Linked DNA regions of Mus musculus: all the other regions are linked to region 5. The links are chromatin contacts, called in public HiCAR-type, HiChIP or PLAC-seq, Micro-C and promoter capture Hi-C maps. All regions are on one chromosome and are shown on one strand. The core of a region is the stretch at or near the end of the contact, and the rest is flanking DNA. Distances in the headings are between cores, read along the strand shown.

What was found. Promoter capture Hi-C pulls out the DNA fragments that hold promoters and counts their contacts. A called contact is a pair of places that touch in the nucleus more often than the background predicts. HiCAR-type assays count read pairs that join an accessible place to other places. HiChIP or PLAC-seq counts read pairs in DNA pulled down with a chosen protein or histone mark.
Region 1: a Micro-C map of embryonic stem cells shows a contact between it and region 5, with 3 times the contacts expected there. The contact joins the promoter of Axin2 here to the promoter of Prkar1a in region 5. A contact is called at or near these places in 2 of 39 promoter capture datasets (embryonic stem cells and pre-B cells), 8 of 484 Hi-C or Micro-C datasets (CD4 T cells, CD8 T cells, embryonic stem cells and 2 more), 13 of 115 datasets of contacts at active chromatin or transcription factors (DN3 thymocytes, the SCID.adh cell line, astrocytes and 8 more) and 1 of 9 other capture datasets (liver).
Region 2: a HiCAR-type map of astrocytes shows a contact between it and region 5, with 4 times the contacts expected there. The contact joins the promoter of Map2k6 here to the promoter of Prkar1a in region 5. A contact is called at or near these places in 2 of 39 promoter capture datasets (liver and pre-B cells), 1 of 484 Hi-C or Micro-C datasets (CD4 T cells), 4 of 115 datasets of contacts at active chromatin or transcription factors (astrocytes, bone marrow-derived macrophages, embryonic stem cells and 1 more) and 1 of 9 other capture datasets (macrophages).
Region 3: a contact with region 5 is called in an HNF4G HiChIP or PLAC-seq map of pancreatic cancer cells. The contact joins the enhancer-like site here to the promoter of Prkar1a in region 5. A contact is called at or near these places in 4 of 39 promoter capture datasets (embryonic stem cells, hippocampal neurons, liver and 1 more), 9 of 115 datasets of contacts at active chromatin or transcription factors (the NIH/3T3 cell line, astrocytes, embryonic forebrain and 6 more) and 1 of 9 other capture datasets (macrophages).
Region 4: a contact with region 5 is called in an H3K4me3 HiChIP or PLAC-seq map of bone marrow-derived macrophages, with 3 times the contacts expected there. The contact joins the enhancer-like site here to the promoter of Prkar1a in region 5. A contact is called at or near these places in 2 of 39 promoter capture datasets (liver and stem cell-derived epiblast-like cells) and 4 of 115 datasets of contacts at active chromatin or transcription factors (astrocytes, bone marrow-derived macrophages, embryonic forebrain and 1 more).
Region 6: a contact with region 5 is called in a promoter capture Hi-C map of liver, with 2.7 times the contacts expected there. The contact joins the enhancer-like site here to the promoter of Prkar1a in region 5. A contact is called at or near these places in 3 of 39 promoter capture datasets (hippocampal neurons, liver and stem cell-derived epiblast-like cells), 4 of 115 datasets of contacts at active chromatin or transcription factors (astrocytes, bone marrow-derived macrophages, large pre-B cells and 1 more) and 1 of 9 other capture datasets (macrophages).
Region 7: a contact with region 5 is called in an HNF4G HiChIP or PLAC-seq map of pancreatic cancer cells. The contact joins the enhancer-like site here to the promoter of Prkar1a in region 5. A contact is called at or near these places in 1 of 39 promoter capture datasets (liver), 1 of 484 Hi-C or Micro-C datasets (CD4 T cells), 6 of 115 datasets of contacts at active chromatin or transcription factors (astrocytes, differentiating embryonic stem cells, embryonic forebrain and 3 more) and 1 of 9 other capture datasets (macrophages).

What each region holds. Positions count from the first base shown.
Region 1 is chr11:108,918,935-108,921,634 of GRCm38.p6, forward strand. Axin2 (axin 2) reads left to right here and starts at 1,415. Exons shown (of 11, transcript NM_015732.4): 1 at 1,415-1,627.
Region 2 is chr11:110,397,840-110,400,539 of GRCm38.p6, forward strand. It overlaps Map2k6 (mitogen-activated protein kinase kinase 6), which reads left to right and starts at 1,263. Exons shown (of 12, transcript NM_011943.3): 1 at 1,263-1,586. The coding sequence starts at 1,571.
Region 3 is chr11:110,356,930-110,359,681 of GRCm38.p6, forward strand. No RefSeq gene overlaps it. Among named protein-coding and RNA genes, the nearest start is that of Gm39445, 20 kb to the left of the region's middle. Within about 2 kb of position 1,497, at least 52 of the 459 cell types and tissues checked have an H3K27ac peak or open chromatin away from gene starts, as enhancers often do. A contact at or near this core is called in extraembryonic endoderm stem cells, hippocampal neurons and pancreatic cancer cells, where this site is marked.
Region 4 is chr11:110,425,917-110,428,693 of GRCm38.p6, forward strand. All of the region lies in intron 1 of Map2k6 (mitogen-activated protein kinase kinase 6), which reads left to right. Among named protein-coding and RNA genes, the nearest start is that of Map2k6, 28 kb to the left of the region's middle. Within about 2 kb of position 1,480, at least 115 of the 459 cell types and tissues checked have an H3K27ac peak or open chromatin away from gene starts, as enhancers often do. A contact at or near this core is called in bone marrow-derived macrophages and liver, where this site is marked.
Region 5 is chr11:109,649,504-109,652,203 of GRCm38.p6, forward strand. It overlaps Prkar1a (protein kinase, cAMP dependent regulatory, type I, alpha), which reads left to right and starts at 1,446. Exons shown (of 11, transcript NM_001373913.1): 1 at 1,446-1,570.
Region 6 is chr11:110,483,829-110,486,528 of GRCm38.p6, forward strand. All of the region lies in intron 2 of Map2k6 (mitogen-activated protein kinase kinase 6), which reads left to right. Among named protein-coding and RNA genes, the nearest start is that of Gm39446, 8.4 kb to the left of the region's middle. Within about 2 kb of position 1,378, at least 7 of the 459 cell types and tissues checked have an H3K27ac peak or open chromatin away from gene starts, as enhancers often do. A contact at or near this core is called in liver and pancreatic cancer cells, where this site is marked.
Region 7 is chr11:110,378,795-110,381,667 of GRCm38.p6, forward strand. No RefSeq gene overlaps it. Among named protein-coding and RNA genes, the nearest start is that of Map2k6, 19 kb to the right of the region's middle. Within about 2 kb of position 1,322, at least 179 of the 459 cell types and tissues checked have an H3K27ac peak or open chromatin away from gene starts, as enhancers often do. A contact at or near this core is called in differentiating embryonic stem cells, embryonic limb bud, liver and 1 more, where this site is marked.

The DNA of each region.
Region 1 (2,700 bases), core at 165-2,664, 730 kb before region 5:
GCTGTGGAATTTGAGGCCTAAGGTGTGTGAGCTCTCTGGCCCTTTGCTGCAGCCCGGGTTCTTTCTCCAGTAGAACATGGGGGACACTTTTCCCTCTTTGGACAGCCATGTTTCTTACCTGTTTCAAAGTCTCCAAAGCGGAATGTTCGCCCTCCCTTCAGAAGGCCAGGCCCTTGCTTCTCTCGGCTTTCCTCTCTTTGGATTACTTTGCCCTGGGCTCCGCTGTTGATATTTTGTTGCTGCTGTTGTGTTACTGCTTTGTCTCTGAGAGATTGAGCCTTAGGTAGCCCAGGCTGGCTTCCATTTTACTAAGTTGGTCTTGGAATTCTCATTCTATTGATTGGCTCTACCTTGGGGTGGCAGCCATGTGTCACCAACTCTGGCTTATGTGGTGCAGGGGTTGGGGCGGAACTGAGCGTTTGTGAAGTAAGAACTCTATCAGGCTACCTACTCACTTCCATTCCCCCCCCCCCCCCCCCCCCGCAAGTTTATCAGCTCATCCACGGGGAAATGCTCTACAACAACAGATGAATGAATAAGTGTTCTGAACTTATGGCATATTTTTTTAAGGCCCGTGCCTTATAAATATTTTGGGGAGAATGTGGAAAGGAATTCGAAGGTGACAGTGGGGTGAATTTTTAATACTTTAACACCGCGTATGTGTGGGAGGCATTCCACGGCTGTTTAATAAGTAACATATGGGATGGTGGCAGCCCTTTGGGAGAGTGTGGTGGGCACGGATTTGTTGGGGAAAGAGGTCCATGAGTGTGCAAGGAAGGTGCTGACTGATGTGTAAGGTTGCAATATTGGGGAACTGAGGTGCGCACCTTGATTCCACTGTGGAGACAAATTCACAACCGCCCATCTTCATCCAAACACAACTGTCCACAAACTATTTCTATATTAGTGCAAATAGATACTGGAGCACAAGTGCACACACACACACACACACACACACACACACACACACACACATACACACACATCATGCCTTCTGAGTCAGAGTACGCCCTAAGAATTGGCCAGCGGATCTAGCTCCTACCAGAAGGCTCTCCAAATTCCCAGGGAAATTTGAAAAAAGGTAGGAACGTGTTTGATTTGATGGAGGGGGGCGGGGGGGGGGCGGGTGCTTTATTGCAGTTCTTGCAATGGCCAGAGAGAAACTGGCATTCTAGAGCTGGAGAGCGCTAGGTAGGCAGGGGGAGGAGACATGAGCAGAGGCTGGAGAACTTGAAACATGAAATCAATCAGAACTCCGGCCGAGAACACCCCGGGGCCGCCAGCAGCCGGCGGGGGGCAGACGAGGGCCAAGGAAGGGTTAACGCGGGAGCTGAGTGTGCCACGGGGGCCGGGCCGGGGCGGGGCAGAGCGGGCGCGCGCTGTCCCTTTAAGGCGGGCGGCGCGCGGGCCGGCCGAGCGCCTCTGTGATTGGCGCGGCGGGATCACTGGCTCCCCGAGCCCGGCCCGGGGGAGTCGGCTGGAGCCGGCTGCGCTTTGATAAGGTCCTGGCAACTCAGTAACAGCCCAAGAACCGGGAAATAAAAATAAGCAGCCGTTCGCGATGGATTTCGGGGCCACCCGGAGGCCGAGGCGTCCGCCTCCCCAAAGGAGAGCTTTGCTGTAAAAGGTGGGGTCGGAGGCTCGGTCCCGTCGCAGCCGTTTCTAAGAAAGCTCCGTGCGGCCGGGGGCGGTTGGCAGCGGGGCGCGGGGCCGCGGGAGGGGGCGACCGGGAGCAGGCCGGGGTAGTAGAGGGGTGCGGATTGCACGGCCCCCCAAAAGGGGCGCTGGAGCGCGCTGGGCTGGCCCGGGTGCGGCTCGCATACCTCCCTTCCAGGACCGTGCGCTCGGCTCGCGCCTTTGAAGTGCACAGTTAAATCCACAGCGCAGTTTTTGTTGGAAGCGCCCGGAGGACATTTGGTGCGCCTAGTGACTGCTGGAAACAGGACCTGGGTTGAAAGCCGGCCGGGCGGGGGCCGGGGGCGGCCGCGGTGGGGGCGGAGGCCCACTCGGATCTTTTGCATAAAAGGGGCAGCGGGGCGCACGATCCCCCCCCCCAAAAAAAACCCGGCGCAGACCTCGGGATCGTTGTTTTCCGTGCACCCCCTCCTCCGCCTCCGCGAGACTCCTCATGTTCCCCACGCCCGGGCGGGCCCGGGGGGGCCCCGGGGCAGCCTCTGCGAGTCCAGCGGGGGACCCGGGCAGGGGCTCTGCCCGCGGCGCCTGCGAGGTCTCCGCAAGGAGTGCGCCAGCGGATCAATGGTGAGTGCCGAGGCCGCGGCGGTCCGGCGGCCGGCGCGCTTTGATGTGCGGGGCGGCGCTTTGAAGTTGGCAGGCCGGCTATTTCGGGGCGCGCTCCGGGCCCGCGCGGAGGGGAAGCGGCGGGCTCGGCGCCCAGCGCTCCGGGGGGTTTGGCCGGGCGGCCCTGCGCGCGGTGAGCTGGAGTCCCCTCCCCTGCGCGGGGTCCGGGGTGGCGGGGGGCCGGTCAGGGAGACTTCTCCAAGTGGCGTTGGGGACGGAGGCGGAGACGGGCAGCTCGCCCTCGGGGGTCGAGTCGCCGTGGGTGTGGATGAGTTGGGGTGTGCGTGTTCATGCGAGTGCTTTTGGAAGGTGGGATGAAAGGGTGGCGGCGCCCCCCGCTTGCCCTCCCCGCCCTTCCACCGCCCCCTCCCACTTCTTTCCCCACTAGTCTCCCCCTCCCAT
Region 2 (2,700 bases), core at 13-2,512, 750 kb after region 5:
CCCTCGAGCTTCTGAGTTAAGGCCAAGCTGTTAAAGCCCTGTAATAATCCCGCACACCCAGTATATTCTGACCACCACCACGCTTGTATACAAGGCAACCTGGTACTCTCAGTGTCCCAGGAATGGACAGGTGGCCCTTACTCCCCCACTGATTTGCCTATAGATCAGATGCCTGAAACCACCGTTCCCTCCCTATTCGCTCTGAAAGAACATTCCTGAAGGTGTTCTACTAGGCGCAATGGAAGCCAAGCCCGAGCTCTCTGCCTCGAAATGAAGTGGGTGGGAAAGGGGTGGAGGTGAGGGTGGGGGTGTTGCGATTTGTACCCCTTTCAGGGAAGGTTTGCATCTCCAACTGCCCAGTGAAGCGGGAGGCTTTCCCCCACCAAGACACAGTCCAGCTCTAGGCTCAAGCACTGCAGGAAAAAGGAAAAATCCAAAGCCTGGGAAGATGCCTAGCAAACTCTGGACTTCCAACAAACATCTCTTGATGGTATTGAAAAACATTCAAGATAGTAGACTTTATTCACGTAAGGTTACTGTTCTCCACCAGCCGCCCTTTCTTCTCAAGGCCAGGGACTTTTTCCTTCATCCCCGCCTGCCTCAGGCAAGAAAAAAAAAAAATCAAATACCTTAATTTTGATTAAAATTGGCCTTTGATATATATGAAACAAATTTTCCTGTCTAACTGTGTAAGAAATGAGAAACTTCGTAAATCTCTCTTCCTTAATCCCTATCCAGCATTGAAATTCTGCTTTCTTGAAAAGAACTGACCTGGATCGCTTCTTATTAAAAAAAAAAAAAAAAAAAAAAAAACTTTGTATCTTGTCTGAAGAGTCAAATCACCCCAAAAATCTCCATTCAAGAAAAATGTTTGTTGTGAAATGAGATGTCAGGGTGAACGGTCTACAGACAGAGCAGTTCACAGATACTGAGCCGGTTTAAAAAAAAAAAAGCCACATTGAACCCCCAATTAGACCTTAGTCTAGGGGTGCCAAAAGCGTCTTCGCTACCCCTGTGCTCTCTAAGCTGTTGATTCAGGGGTTTTTCTAGAACAGAAAAAGCCTCCTATCATGGACCGCGCTGTTTGTCACCCTTCCCTTACTAAAGAGTGTACGTGCGATGTTTATCTGAGATCTCTGTCGCGCTTAGTCAGTCATCTAGCTCAGCCACCTACAGGAGCACGTTTCCTTAAATCAGAGACGCGTGGACTCTACAGGAGAACTACACTACCCAGCAGGCCTCGCGCCTTTCGCAGGAAGGACGTCTGCGCACTAAGATACTCAGTTCCAAGTTTGGAGCTTTTAGCTGCCAGCCCTGGCCCATCATGTAGCTGCAGCACAGCCTTCCCTAACGTTGCAACTGGGGGAAAAATCACTTTCTAGACTGTTTTGCAAGGTGTGCAATTCCACCTTGACTCCCTGAAAGTCCATCTGCTGCATCGGTCAAGAGAAACTCCACTTGCATGAAGATTGCACGCCTGCAGCTTGCATCTTTGTTGCAAAACTAGCTACAGAAGAGAAGCAAGGCAAAGTCTTTTGTGCTCCCCTCCCCCATCAAAGGAAAGGGGAAAATGTCTCAGTCGAAAGGTAAGAGACTGTTTGCATTAGTTGCAAAAAATGCAAAGGCTTATGCATGCATTCGTGAATGCATGGATGCAATTTTCGCCCGGCGATTGCATTTTTAAGTTTGAGGTTTGCCACAGCTCAGTTGCATTTCCTGTTTAGTGTGTGTCTTTTTCTTTCTTTCTTCCTTTCTTTTCCTTTTCTTTCCTTTTCTTTTCCTTTTCTTCTCCTTTTCTTTTCTTTCTTTTCTTTTCTTTTTTCTTTTTTTGCAGACACAGAGAGTTCCTGTAAGGCAGGGCTTGCAGTTGAGCTGTGCATTGACATTATTTGCATTCTTCTGCTAGGATTACCGAGCCTTTCTGCCTTTTGCACGGTCAGGAGAGATATAGCAGGTTGGTAGCGTCCAAATGTGCAATGCTTTATATAATAGTACATTTCTTTAGTATGCACGCATATTCACAGTAATTTTGTGTGCAACAGGAATCCAAACTTTCAAAAAGTCTCAGAGGTGAAGATGAAAGGCAAACCTCGCTTTAAACTAGCAGGAAATTTCTGTGATCTTCTATTCTTTGGGGGGAAGGAACCACTGCGGTGGCAGCATTCAGCTTACATTTTTATTGATTTCGCTGTGGACATTAGGCAACTTTTGATTTTTTAAGGGAAGTAAAGGTGAAGTCTGGAGAGCAGTGTATTATTATTATTATTTAAAAAAAAAAGTCTTGCTCTTCCGAGGTTTTATACTTTGTATCAGTTGCTTGCAGAGGGGAAGACCTCAATGTGTTGGCCATTTGGAAGATGCTTTTGTGTGTGGGGGAGGATTTCAGGGGGTGAGCGTGTTTGTGAGCATTAGAGCAAACCTGAGACTTTACTGTCTCATTGGCAACTACAGTGAAATCTTCTAAGTGTGTAACTGCATAGACTTGGTCAGAAGTTCAGGACTATGGTTGCCTTCTTTTTCTTTTTCAAATTTAATTAAAAAAATGTTTTGTAAGGTTGTATTTTGCAAACTTACTGATGTTCTGTAGAGGGAACTAAAAAAAAAAAAAAAAAAAAAAAAAAGTCCTGCATGGAGAAACTGCAGAGCTGCTTAGGTGCCTGCTGGAAGACCTTTAATGGCTTGTTTCGAGAGCAATCTTCC
Region 3 (2,752 bases), core at 247-2,746, 710 kb after region 5:
AACAGAAACAAAAAGTCTACATTGAAAATACCAACAAAAATATTCTCTATGCTGCATTCAATTGTATTACATTTTAGTATAGAGTCAAATAGTTTCCTATAGAAAGACATCTTTTTCCACACTGCAATGACCACATCAAAATACTAAATTTGAAACTAATTTAATTCCAAGTATATGGCACCCACCATCGCATGGTCCCTGTTCTGTCTAAAGCACATTAAGCACTGAGTAAATTAGGATTTGCATATCTGTAGTTCTAAATTGAACAAACAGAAGAAGCCATGTTGCTTCTCTCTGCCTCTCTGTTTCTGTCTCTGTCTCTGTCTCCCTCTCTCCCCCTCTCCCCCCTCCCTCTCTCCCCTTCTCTCCCCCTCTCCCCCTCCCTCTCTCCCCCTCTCTCCTCCTCTCCCTCTCTCCCTCTCTCCTCCTCTCCCCCTCTTCCCCCTCTCTCCTCCTCTCCCTCGCTCCCTCTCTCTTTCTCTCTGTCGTCAAAGTTTCTCTGTGTAGCCATAGCTGTCTTGGAACTCACTCTGTAAGCAAGGCTGGCCTAGAACTCAGAAATCCTTCTGTTTCTGCCCCCTAAGTTTTGGGATGAAAAGCATGCACCCCCACACCCAGCTATGACTGCCATCTTAACTATCCAAGGGAAACAGTTTTGTTTTGTTTTGTTTTGTTTTGTTTTGCATTCTCTTCAGTTCTCACTGGCCAAATTTCTATTTCAATTCCTCAACTCTTAGTTTCTAGTTGATTTTGATTTTTTTTTCTATTTATGTAATAGACAAAAATCAGCATAAGGGTATAAAAATAACATTAAGATGCAAATTCAGAGTCCATAGGAAAAGAGTTTCTGGGCTGAGAACATTCCTGCTTGAGTTTTCCATGAGAAAAGAACACCGTTAAGATTGAGTTTTGAGGGATTAGAGAAATGGTTCAGCAGCTAAGAGCACTGGCTGCTCTTGTAAAGATCTTCCTTCCACTCAAAACCTACATAACTGCTCTGCAATTCCAGTTCCAGAGGAATCTAATGCCCTCTTCTGGGCCCAGAGAGCACTGCACAGGGATAATGCACAGATACAGGAAGGCGAAGCACTAACGCACATAATATAAAAGGAAGTACATCTTTCTTTTTTAATTGGTGTTTGAAATACCCTTTGGTTGATACTGATGCACCGTTTGCCTGAGTTGGCCAGTACAGGTGGATCTAATTTTCTTTGTTCAATTATCAACTCGGTAGGCATCGCTTTCCCAGAAACCCAGGCAGCTTTCAGAGGCTGCGGTGGGAAAGCATGGCCCTCGAAATGCTAAAATGGGGAAAACAGCTTGAGAATGTTATGAGGCAGGAGGACTGACGTGAGAGATATTTTCATCTCGGGAGACTTGGTGCCAACTCAGGGCAAAGTTAGGAAAACAAAGCACGGTTCGCAGGAAAGTAACACTGCATGGAGAAGGTGAGACGGGAACAGAGTCAGAATGGAAAAATGACTCACGCACTGACTCACGCCATTGTCATCTGTCCTCGTGATGACTGTCAACAGACATGGTTCTATTGACACACTCTGTCACTGTTCAATCACAAAGAGTCTATGCTATGAATGGTCACCTTTTTTTTTTTTTTGAGAGCCCAGTACAATGTTAGTAAAGACCTATGTGGGATAGTGCAAAGAAAGAATTTAATAATTTATATCCTTTATCCTATGAATGTTGGGTTGAAGGTGTAAGGGGATGTGTGTTGATAGAATGATGTTTGTTTATTTTAAAGATAGACTTTGTTTTTATTTATTTGTGTGTGTGTGTGTGTGTGTGCATACATTTGTGTTAGTGTGTGTGGGGTGTCTGAGGAGGTCTGAAAGGACATTGGATCCCTTTCAGCTAGAATTAGAGGCAACTGTGAGCCTCACTAACATGGGTCTTAAGGAAAAGCAAAACAAAACTCATGTTTTCCGAGAGATCTGTATGCACTCTTAACTGCCGAGCCATCTCTCCAGCCCCTAGACTAGTTTATACTGCTAATAACTTCCTAAAACTGACTTATTGATCTAGGTCACACGTAGTGTTTAAAATGTGTGTATTAGTCTGTTGCTATTGCTACTATAACAAAATAGTATAGATTAAGTGCCTTTGAAGTCCAAGATCAACCTCCTGGGTGATTTGATATTTTGTGAGGACTCTTTCTTCTTGTAGGTTGCTGCATGGGTGGAAATGAGATGGAGAACAAGAAATATATTCAGTTTCTAATAAAAACAAAGTCCTCTTTAGTTAGGAACCATTATCTCTCAGTAACTCTATTAGCAGATTTGATCATATTTGGGCTTCGGTCTCCAGTATATGGATTTAAAGGCAGCAGAGTTCACAGCACAGCAATGGCCATAGAGCAATGTCCATACACTCTGACCTCAGGATTTCACTTCTACCACTTTTCCCCTTGTATGTGGAACAGGCTATGATGGAGACTAAAGGAAGCTACTGGATTGAAGCCCTAAATGGAAGCGTAGATGTATTCGCCTTAGTCCTTATTGATGGCTTTGTCTAAGGTAGAGTCTAGCTGCAAGAAGTAGGTCATGAGAGTTGGGTTTGCAAGACTCCGTCTTATCCCGGTCCTTTCTCTCCTATCTAGTTCTGCTCCCCAGACACCGTGAGATCAGCAGATCAGCTCCACTGTGCCCTCTCTCGCCATGGATCTCAGTCTTACCAGTCCCAAGACAACCATGCACTTCTGAGATCACACGCTGAAGGAAATCTTCCTTTGAAAGGT
Region 4 (2,777 bases), core at 230-2,729, 780 kb after region 5:
CCTTTCTCGTCACTCGGACATATTTCTGTTTCATACTCCAAGAATGAAGTTTGATTGAAATCTGATTGTATATTATGTTATAAGACTGGTTCTTTTCGTTAAAAAAGAGATTTATAAATTTATCATGTATATGTGTCTGTTTGTAAGAGATAAAAGAAGATGTCAGATCCTCTAGAGTAGGAGTTGTGGGAGTTTGTAAGCCATTCTACATGGGTGCTTGGAACCGAACTCAAGTCTTCTGGGGGCTGGGGGGGGGGAGAGCAATTATTATTAACCACTGAGCCATCTCCCCAGCTCCAAGAGTGGTGTGTCTTTGAATGTTGTATTATTTTTGACGACCTCTGCTATCTCTGTTGTGTGTGCGCACGCCCGTGCTTTTTCTCAGCTTGACACAAACTAAAATCAACTGGGCAGAGGCAACCTCATCCGAGGAATTGTCTCTTTCAGATTAGCCTGTGGGTCTGCCTATGGGGGCATTTTCTTGAGGAGTGATTGATGAGGAGGGTCCAGCTCACTGTGAGTGGTGCCATCCCTGGGCAGGCGGCTCTGGGTTGCATAAGAAAGCAAGCTGAGCAAGCCATGAAGAATGAGCCAGCAAGCAGCATTCTTCTAATAGTCTCCGTTTCAGTTTCTGCCTCTAGGGTCCTGCCTAAATCCCTGCGTTGATTTCCCTTGGTGATGGAGTGCTACCTGGAAGTATAGTATGAAGTAAACGCTTTCCTTTCATAAGTTGCTTTTGGTTAATGTTTTATCACAAGAAAAGACAAACAAATATGGTAGGTAGGCAGGAGTATCTCCTTGCTACTCCCAGGTGGGGGTCAAAGTACAGATTTCTCCTTGGCTTTACTGATGCCTGGAGTGATGGGTGTCTGTTACTGCTGGGTGACATTTGTCCAGACTCCCTAATAGCTTTTACCTTACATCTCCGTGGTTTAGAGGGGCACCCAGTTGCTACGTCCAACGTAGTCTTTATGGGGCTATTGAGGAAATGGCCCTGCTGCCACTTCCTATATAAAGAAACCTGGCTTTATATGACCTTGTCTAACACAATCGTTAGTGGAAGAGGAAGTGACCCTTTTAAAAAAAATGTAATAACTTCTTTGGATTGTGCTGACTACCTTAACTTACTGGAAATCCACTTAGCTATTTTGTTGATAGATCACTCTTATTTTTCTATCTATTTGATTGCTTCCTCATGGCTTCCCCATCTACTTCCCATATGTGGACTTTTTTTCCAGAAAGGGCTTTCCCCTGAGGCAGGACTTTGTCCAGGGACACTGCACTGAATCCGGTCCTCTGAGCACTGTCTCACATCATGTGACTGCTCGAGCTGTCCCCTGAAATCCTCCCACTCCTTGAAACTCTAGGCCCACAGTCTTACTCCCTGAGTAACATTTGTGCCTCTACGTCTGCCACCACTCTTCACTGCTCCAGCACACAACGTGTGTTTCCTCTTGCCTTCTGGTCTCTTCCGGTTCTGCTTCGTCATCTGTTTCTTAACCTCTCTCCATAATGATGTCATCCTTCTAAGCCTGTGCACATTAAACCATCCGGTGCCTTACTCGGCCTCATTCATCTTTCCCTACCCGGGATTGTATTGAGGACAAAAAAAAAAAAAAAAATCACACATTAACTACGCTTCCGCGACTTGTACAAGCCGTGCAACCTTGAAAGCTTTATTAAATTCAGCTTCCGTTTCTGTGAATTGGCAATGAAGATAATAGCAACTACAGAGCCTCGATTCAAGGATAGGATGAGTTCTCTGGGTGCACCATCCACACGTCCTTGAGACCTCAACCATGGCAGCTCTGGGGGGTTGGGGGCTGTGTCTACTAATGTGCAACACTTTTCCTGTCCTATTGCTTGATCGCAACCTTGGTGTTTCCCTGATTGGCTTGCTGAGGTTCCCCCTTGTCTTCGCCTTTCTAAAGCATCCAGTTTATATGCAGCTCACTTGCTGCTCTCTAACTTGCACTGTTGATGTGTTTTGTGCCTTTCTTTGAAAAGGTTTACTTTTATTTTATGTGCGTAACTGATTACCGGCTCGAGTGCATGCTCACCACAAACATGCAGGGCAGTGAGTGCCCTTGGAGGCCAGAAGACGACATTGGATTCCCTGGGATTGGGGTTAACAACTGTTGTAAGCAGCGTGATGTGGGTGCTGGGAGCTGAACCCCCATCCTCTGCCATAGCATCTAGTGTTCTTAATGGCTGAGCCATCTCTGCAGACCTCTTCTTTAAAAATAACTACTCATTTTACTTCACTTAAATGTATTATCTATCTATCTATCTATCTATCTATCTATCTATCTATCTATCTATCTAATCATCCTCCTTATACGTTTGCTTGTTCCTTTGAATGATAGTTCTCTTTTTCCTTCAGATTTTGTACATCTATCTGGTTGTAGCTTAAGTGCCAGAGTGTTCTGTAGTGTCTCCCTCCCATCCCACTCTTTCCATTTTTGCATTTGGTTAGAGCTGGATTCACTGAGCCATAGACTGAGGCAACATAAGGTACCATGTCCTTCTCCCCTCCTGGCCCGCTTAAGGGGGTTCTGTATGCTTACCCAGCTCCCTGTGTCAGTATCAGACCCTGCCTGCTCTATAGCAATCGATCACTGAAATTTGTAGACTCTGCATTCTTCACCTCTCAATTGACCCAAGTCTGAGTGCTGAACCCCGGGAGGCTCTGAGATAATAATGGAAGGACCGGACTGTGTCTGTGAACTTGCTCTTGGGACCAGACTGATGGTCCCCCCCCAGCCCCTCACTTGGCT
Region 5 (2,700 bases), core at 196-2,695:
AAGAAGCCATTGATCAACATCCTGGTGAGAGGCTGCAGAGGGAGCGGCTTCCTTCTCTTCCCCCTTCCTTCCTCTGACTACTAGGGGGGGTAATCATAACTAATGTTCAGAGCCCTTATCATAGTCTGGGTATTCCAAGACAAAGTCAGGCTTAAAAAGGTGAAATTTACAAACACCACTTAACCCAAATATCTTAACTGGGGATCACTGTGAAAATTATGCAGGAGATATTGTAACCTTTTTTGGTACTAAGTGTTAAATCCGTGATATTTTCTACGCACATTGCCCTAGCACATACACGATGAGGCTGTCAACACCTTGCAGCTACTCAGAACCACACACTGCAGGGGCCTATTTTATTTATGTATTTATTTAGGCCCACTTTATTTATTTAATTCATATGCCTAAAATTGTGTCCCTTGCTTTCATTTTCACATACTTAAGGGGAAAGTTGACTGAAGGAATAATGAAGTCGCCTTTTCTCTTGTTTTCTCATGCAGCTCAGATTTCTTGCTTGGTCAATGATTTGATCTGCCCATCTGTCTGTACTGCCCATGACGCAGTCTGGCATAATAGGAGGCTAGGGCATTATCAGGACTCCGGGCTCCTCTTGGAAGTCTCCCTACATCTGGTGCTTCTGTAGGCACGGTAGGGCCTCCATTGATGACAGCTCACTTGTGGAGACAGTAGTCAGATTAGCCAAGCAGAGGCTTGATAGGGGCTCAGATTTCCTGGACCGGATGACAGGCCCGAGTCCGGAACCCCGGGTATTGCGGGGGTCTACACAGGATGCGCGCTCTGTCCATCAGGAGCATCTCAGCATCCGCTTGCGCTCAGCTGTGGTAGATCCGCTAGGGCCTCCTCCTCTTCCAACAGCAGGGATCTCCTTGTCCGCCCAGCGTCCTGTAACCCCATCCCCCTCCCTGCCGTCCCATAGCACCCAGGGCGGAGTCGCCCACCTGTCACCGAATCGTCCCACGTGGGTCTGCGGTAGGAGGGTCGAAGGGAGGGAGAAAAGACAGAGGCGTGGAGGGAGGCAGACGCAAGAGCCACCGAGGAACCGAGGAGAGGCTGAGATCTCCGAACAGCTAAACAATCTAGAGGACCCCCCACCACACCTGGTAAGGAAGGGACAATAAAGGAGACAGAAACGGGTTAGCAGAAAGAGAAGGAAAAAGATGAGAGCGATGAAGGGGCTACGTATACGCGACAAGATAAAGATGGAGAGGTGCCCTGCAAGAGAACGGTTCTAGCTAGATGACGACGGGCTAAGGGTAGGGGGTGGGAGTAGCCGGTGGTGGGCTTGAGGGGGGTGGGGATGGGGTTGGAGGAGGATCCTAGGCGTCTGCGCCTTTAAGGTTGCCAAGGCAACCGCCCTGGCCAGAGCGAGGCGCATTGACGTCAGCAGCCGAACGCTGATTGGCCGCGGTCGGCTGGTTTCCGGTGGAGCCGTCGCCGAGCCGCTATCGCAGAGTGGTAGTGAGGCTGCGAGCTGAGCCCGCTGGACGCTCGGTCACCCCGGCCGCCTCGCCCTGCGTTAGCCCCTGCTCGTGCCGCCGCCCGCCCTCAGGTGAGTGCGGGCCCGAGGCCTGACCGGGGAGTCGCCGGCCGCGGCGCTCCGCTGCGCGTCCCTGAAGGCGCGGGAGCGAGCCAAGATGGCGCCCCGGGGAGCGCGCTGCGGGGGGACGGCCGCACCCCCTGCGCCTCCGAGGCGGCCTCGGGGCCTGTCGCAGGCCTCGCACTGTCCCCCGGGGTCCGCCCTTGCACCGTTCCCCGCGGGGCCGTAGGCCGCCCCTGCCCCCCGCCGTTCCGCCCCCGTCCTGAGTGTCTCCGGGTCCCCGGTCCTGCGCTGCCCTCGGCTCCCCGGCCGCCTCCGCCCCCGCGCGCCGCGGCCTCGGCGCCCGTCCTCCCTCCCCCACTTCCTGAAGGACAAGAGCTCGGTATTTTTTTTTTTTTTTTAAACCGGAATCCGCCATGGCTTTTCGGTCTTAGCCTCGCCACTCGGCTGTAGTCTTCATCTCTGCCCAGTCGTTTCTTCTGCCCTGGCTTCCCCCCTCCTCTTCGCGGGCTCGTCTCCCTCCACCCCTCCGCTCGGTGATTTCAGCCTAGCTCCATTTCCCTTTGTCCCCCTAACACTTCTCGTCCTTTCCAGCCCCCACCACCGCCCACCCCAGCCTCCCCAGGCCTCCCGCTCCGCTCCACTCCACGTCTGCGGCCTCCTGCCTGGTGGGGGATGAGGGGCCGTCTTGCTGCTCTCAGTGATCATGACCGTGGCCTAAGTGAAGTGAAGGGCACTTTCCTGCCCTCCCTCGTGAAAATACGCGGCGCCCGTTAACCCTTAACTCCAGCCCAGAGCGGGTGTGGGGACAGCCGATGACTTGAGGGAGCCAGGATAGATAGGTTTCTTGAGCAGAGAAATGAAGGCTCGCATTTAGATGATGACCCCCACCCCACCCCCCAGGCTGTGTTAGTGTTACTTGGCATCCTTTAGATGTGGGCCCTGTCAGCAACAGGCTCCCAAAGGCGGTTTAAATATGTCCTCCAGTATAGTCCTTCTGAAAGCAAGAGTGTCATCAGAACCGAATTTCCTCAAGAATCCCCCTTCTTACGAATACTCGATGCAGTGATGATGGTTTTAGTGTTTGTTTTGGAGAGAAGCTAAGTTGTGGGGTTTTTAAAAAGTAAATACAAACGTGGAAC
Region 6 (2,700 bases), core at 128-2,627, 830 kb after region 5:
ACCCGCCTGCCTGCTTGTTAACAACTTATACAACTCTACAGTGTTCTCATAACCAAGGAAGCCATGCTGGCGCACATGCGAGAACTTACTTGAGTTCACTAGCCATACAAGTGGTCGCGTGTGTGTGTGTGTGTGTGTGTGTGTGTGTGTGTGTACTTGCCTGTGGAGTTCAGAGGGAATCCATTTTCTCTTTCCACCAAGTGGCTCCCAGATACTGAGCTCAGGACCCCAGGTTTGGTAAAGCCGAGATTGTTCTCCACTGAGCTACCCTGCCTTCCTGTGACTGGCTGTTGAGTTATTTATGTATTCTACGCACAAGGACTTTCCCAGTTATCTCATTTGACACTACTTCTTTCAGCATGTAATTCATCTTTTTCATTCTTTCATTGGGCTTTTTTTTTTAAACAGGGCAGAAAAATTTGATTTGATGAAATATTATATATTTTTGATTATATATATATATATATATATATATATATATATATATATATATATATATACACACACTGTAGCTATCTTCAGACGCACCAAAAGAGGGCATCCGATTCCATTACAGATGGTCATGAGCCACCATGTGGTTGCTGGGAATTGAACTCAGGACTTCTGGAAAAGCAGTCAGTGCTCTTAACCGCTGAGCCATCTCTCCAGCCCTGGAATATTATTTATTAGTTGTTATTCTTCCTACAGATTATGCCTCTGATACATAAGAACTCTTGTTACCTCTGGCCCTGAGGATTCTCAGTGATCCTGCTTAGAAACTGTACCTTTACCTTGAAACCCAAGGTCCATTTGGAGCTCAGGTTTTGTACACTGTCTATTGCACTGAGGGTTTTGGGTTTGTTTTTGTTGACACATTTCCAGTTGATGTAGTTCAGATGGCTGTGAACTGTCCCTTCCCTGTTGAATTGCCATTTTCATTTGTCTGATAGTAATTGGGCTATTTCTGCATTTTTTTTTCTATTCTGTTCTCTTGACTTTTCTGCTCTTTCTCTGGGCTCACGATATCTTATTATGTCATAGGGAATGTGGTTTCTCCTATTTTGCTCTTTTGGAAAATTAATTTTTTTTTGTTTTCTTAGGTTTTTGTAATACACACACATATACACACATATGTCTACATATACACACATGTACATATACAAACATGTATTCCAAAGTTACATTGGCCCCTGAAAGAGTCTTTTCTTATTAGCTTTAGAACAACCTTGTCCTTGTTCACAGAGACACTGGCTGACGCAGAGCTTCTGGATTTTGTAATTTTCTAGTCAGATGTGTTGTCAGATAGAGACAAGTACCATTTTTACTTTTCCCCTTCCTGCCGTGCTGGGGTAGAGCAGAGAGCCTGGAGGCCGGTCCTTAGCTCACCCTGTGTGGATTTATGGCATGCTTGTTCTGAGTCACTGTCTTTGCCTCTGTTTTCTGAGTTGTCATCTCCCTTGACTGTTAGTAACTAGTTCAAATTCAATTCTAAGCTAATAATTAGCAGTTTGTTTAACCTTGACAAGTCACTTGGTATGTGTGTCAGGGAGTTTTTCTCATTCACTCGGGAAGTGAAACGGCAGACTATTCAAGGGTCGGGTGCTGTGTGCAGAGTCCTTCAGCTTAGTTTCATGTTTGGACTCTAAGCTTCTCCAGTTGCATACCTTCGTTTAGGCATGATTTCTTGTTGCAGCAAGCTTAAGTTCCTTCTTCAAGAGTGGGATCAAGTGAGAGGATCACTATTGAGATGAGAAACCCTCATCTGTGGCCCAGATCTTGGTCTATCATAATAGCTACCCAGTGAAAGGACGCTGCAAATTATTTAGTTCTATGGCATAGCTTTTATGCATGCAAGCTGGCATATAGAGCTAGGGATGCCAGAGGCTCAGTGGCCTTCTTAGCTATATGTGAGATCAGACCTAGTAGTTCTTGGTTAGTAAATGAGAGCCCTTGACCTCTGTAGTGAGAGTTCATCATGGTGGAGCTCCGGGTTCTCATGCTATTATCTTATTGAAGAATCTGAAAGCATTTTATGTCTTTTGATGTTAATTCTTCCCACTGAAGTGGAGACATAGCTCCTTGAGTATCACAGAAGGTCAAAAAGCTGTTTTATATACATGATCTACTCATGCTTCTGACCACGTAATAAAATAAACAAACAATGCATGTAATAGTAACCAGGGAGCTGTTTATCTGCATAGCAGGTGGGTCTTCAATCAAATAAATGAACAGTACATGTAACAGTGACCAACAAGCTGGTTCCTTGTATACAGTCGTAGATAAGTAAATAATTATCAAACTAGGCCATCACTGGTATTCACTGGTTGTCTTAGGCAACCTTTAGAATACATTTGGTCTTCCAGGGAAAGAATTTTCTACTAAGTTTGGTTCTTTCCCCAGAGGAATAAAATATTGAATAATTGACAAGAATATCCAGGTTTAAGCTTTGTGTGGCTAACGGTGACCACCTCAGGTAAACTAATATGTTCAACTCTGGATGTGAGGAGCCCAGTGTCTGGAAATCCAACCTGAGCTGTCAGGCTTGGCTCCATCCTTTGATACTTTTGGCAGAGCTGATGAACCCAGAGGCCCCAGGCTTGGGTGGATTAGTCATTTTCATTGGAAGCCTGAGTATTAGGAACCCATCCCTTGATTCCCTTGATTTACATGGGAATTGTGGAGTGGGTAAGGCACTTTATCCAGTTATTTTAACTTCTTTCT
Region 7 (2,873 bases), core at 72-2,571, 730 kb after region 5:
AGAAAGAGGTCACCAAAGGAGATAGGAAGGCCCACTTTCTTTTTTTTTTTTTTTAGATTTATTTATTTATTATATGTAAGTACACTGTAGCTGTCTTCAGACACTCCAGGAGAGGGCGTCAGATCTTGTTACAGATGGTTGTGAGCCACCATGTGGTTGCTGGGATTTGAACTCTGGACCTTCAGAAGAGCAGTCGGGTGCTCTTACCCACTGAGCCATCTCACCAGCCCGGAAGGCCCACTTTCATCACTCACTATTCTGATCTTCCTTGCAAAACAGACCAAAGGGATGAATGTGTGAATGAATGAATGAATGAATGAGTGAGTGAATAGTGAATCAGTGAGTGAATGAGTGAATGAATCAGCGAGTGAGTGAATGAATGAATGAATGAATGAGTGAATGCATAGTGAATCAGTGAGCGAATGAGTGAGTGGATGAATGAGTGAGTAGTGAATCAGTGAATGAGTGAACAAATGACATCCTATGACTCCTGTGTCTGGATATACCTAAATGAACATGTTGGTCTCTCAGCAGCTAGAATCCAACTATCAGTTAATAAAGCAGATTATTGAAAACTTTAAACCAGCTGTAATTTTCTGCACTGAGGGCTAAAACAAGGCTTATGAACTCCTACCCTTTTTTTCCTGTTTCAGTCACCCTCTGTGATCTTCTAGTGCATTCACTACAACAGGGGAAGCTGCCTTTAGGCCACACTCTGAGAGAGTGCCCCAATGCTTTCTTTTGCATAGAAATGAAATCGAGGCTTAGTTTGATTTTTTTTTTTTTTTTTTTTTTTTGTAGCTGCTGCTAGTTTACTTGGAGACAAGAGTCTTTCTGTGTAGCCTAGGCTACCCTCAAACTCCTTCTGCCTCAGCCATCTGGCTCATGGCACTGCGGCTATGTGTCACCACACCTGGCTTCAAAACTGAGTTCTGCCTTCGCCTCTTCCTCCTAGCTTGTACACAGGCACACCAGAGCATTTATGGTTGTTACATAACAAGGTCCCGGGCAAGGGCATGGTGTTCCCACATGCAGAACTCTGCCCTGGGTGTGGAATGTGACAGAAGCAAGTTTAGGCAGGACTGTGCCCCCAACCGTGGAGGAACTTCAGGGGAAGTTTGGGCGGCAGACAAAGCCGGCAATCTCTGGGCTCACGAAAAGGAAGCAAGGCAGTGTGCAGGAGCTGCGCTTCTTGCGATACGTGGATTTGCAGTTATCCAGGCGCTTAGGAACGTTTTAAACATGAGCACTGCTCCTGCCTGTGTCAAGGGACTCAGATCTCCTGCAAGACACCATTGGTGCAATTAAAGCCGGCGTCAGTGTGTAAACATCCCCGGAGAAAGGCAGAGGGAGCCAAGGCTCAGGGTTACTCTGAACTTTGGAATCTCCTACATTACTACTGTGTGTTTGGACAGCACGCGGAGAGTCTGGGTGGAGTCACGTGACGGGTCCAACTGGGAGGCCGTTCTACTCAAAGCTCCAAGCATCTCTTCTAAGTAAAACAAAACAAGCAAATGGCTACGCGGTGCCAAAGGGATTAATGTATTGTCCTTAGGCGACCTTCTCACTTCCATTTGAAGAAAACAGGTGGTTGGTTGCAGTCGCACACAGATTCGTGCTCTGATCCCAAAACCTAGACTAAGGACGACAAACAGACCAATGGCACACTCGCTTTCAGAAGAAGAAGAAGAGGAACGCACGTTCTGGGCTAGGGCCCACATCCTCTCAGCCCTCCACGCTCTGCACCGCTCACTGTTATTTACTGATGTCGTGCTGCTTGGGAACTGTTTACAGCCAGTCTGTGAATCCCCAAATAAAATCAATACGCAGAGTGGGCTCGCTTCCTGAGGCTCATCGAGGGACTCTGTAAACCTGGCACATTTCGTTATCTAAATGTTACAACAACAGGGACACAGTTTTTTCCCCCCTCTGTATTTGTAAAACTCAGGAGTGCTCATAACCTTCACGGAAATTGGTCTTTGTTCTGGGAGTATTTCAAGTGCATCACCTAAATTGTCTATTCCAATGAATACAGAAATAGAACCCAGAGTGTGTGCACACAGCGACTAGAAAGATGATTTCATATAAGGTGTCATCCTGCATCCAAGGCAGTATGTAAAATGGATAGAAAAGGAGACTGGAATACCGCCCACCACTGAGGGGTCTGGCTCTCCAGGTCTTCATTTCCTCCTCTATGAATGATTATTTCTTTTGACTTTAACTTTATTTAAGTAGGTGTATGTGCAGGTACCTGTGGAAGTCAAAAGAAGGTGCCTGATACCCCGGAGCTGACATCACAGGCCAGGCCGTACTGAGGTCCCAGATATTGGATGTGGGAAACAAACTTAGGTTCTCAGCAAGAGCGGCTCTAACCATTGAACCATCTCACCAACACTCCTGTGTCTTTGTTTCTTTTAGGTACTGTTTTCCGGAGACAAGGCTCAGTTCACTTTTTAATGGGTTGTTGGTTGATGTTTAACCCTGCAGAAACTTTTGTCTTTGATGAAATTTCAGGCATCCTGAAAAATGGAAATCTTAATTTTTTTCACTCGTTATCTTTTCAAAACCATTAATTCCTAAAGTTAAGTTGATTGGAATAAATAAGTGGTTAAATATATGTATATTTCCCCCTGAGGTAGGAAACTTGGCTTTAGAAGTCATAGTAACCAAAGGAAATGGTAATGACATTTCAGGAAAAAAAAAAAGGTGGCAGCAAATATGTTCTACTTAGCACAGGTTAGACTTTTGAAGTTTTTTGTTTTTGTTTTTTGAACTTGTAAAAATTTTCAGTCTAATACTTTCTAAGCTTTTGGCTTTGCAGATTTTTACGGAAGGGCCCAAGGGACTTGTTTATGACTTGAGGGAAGGCTGTT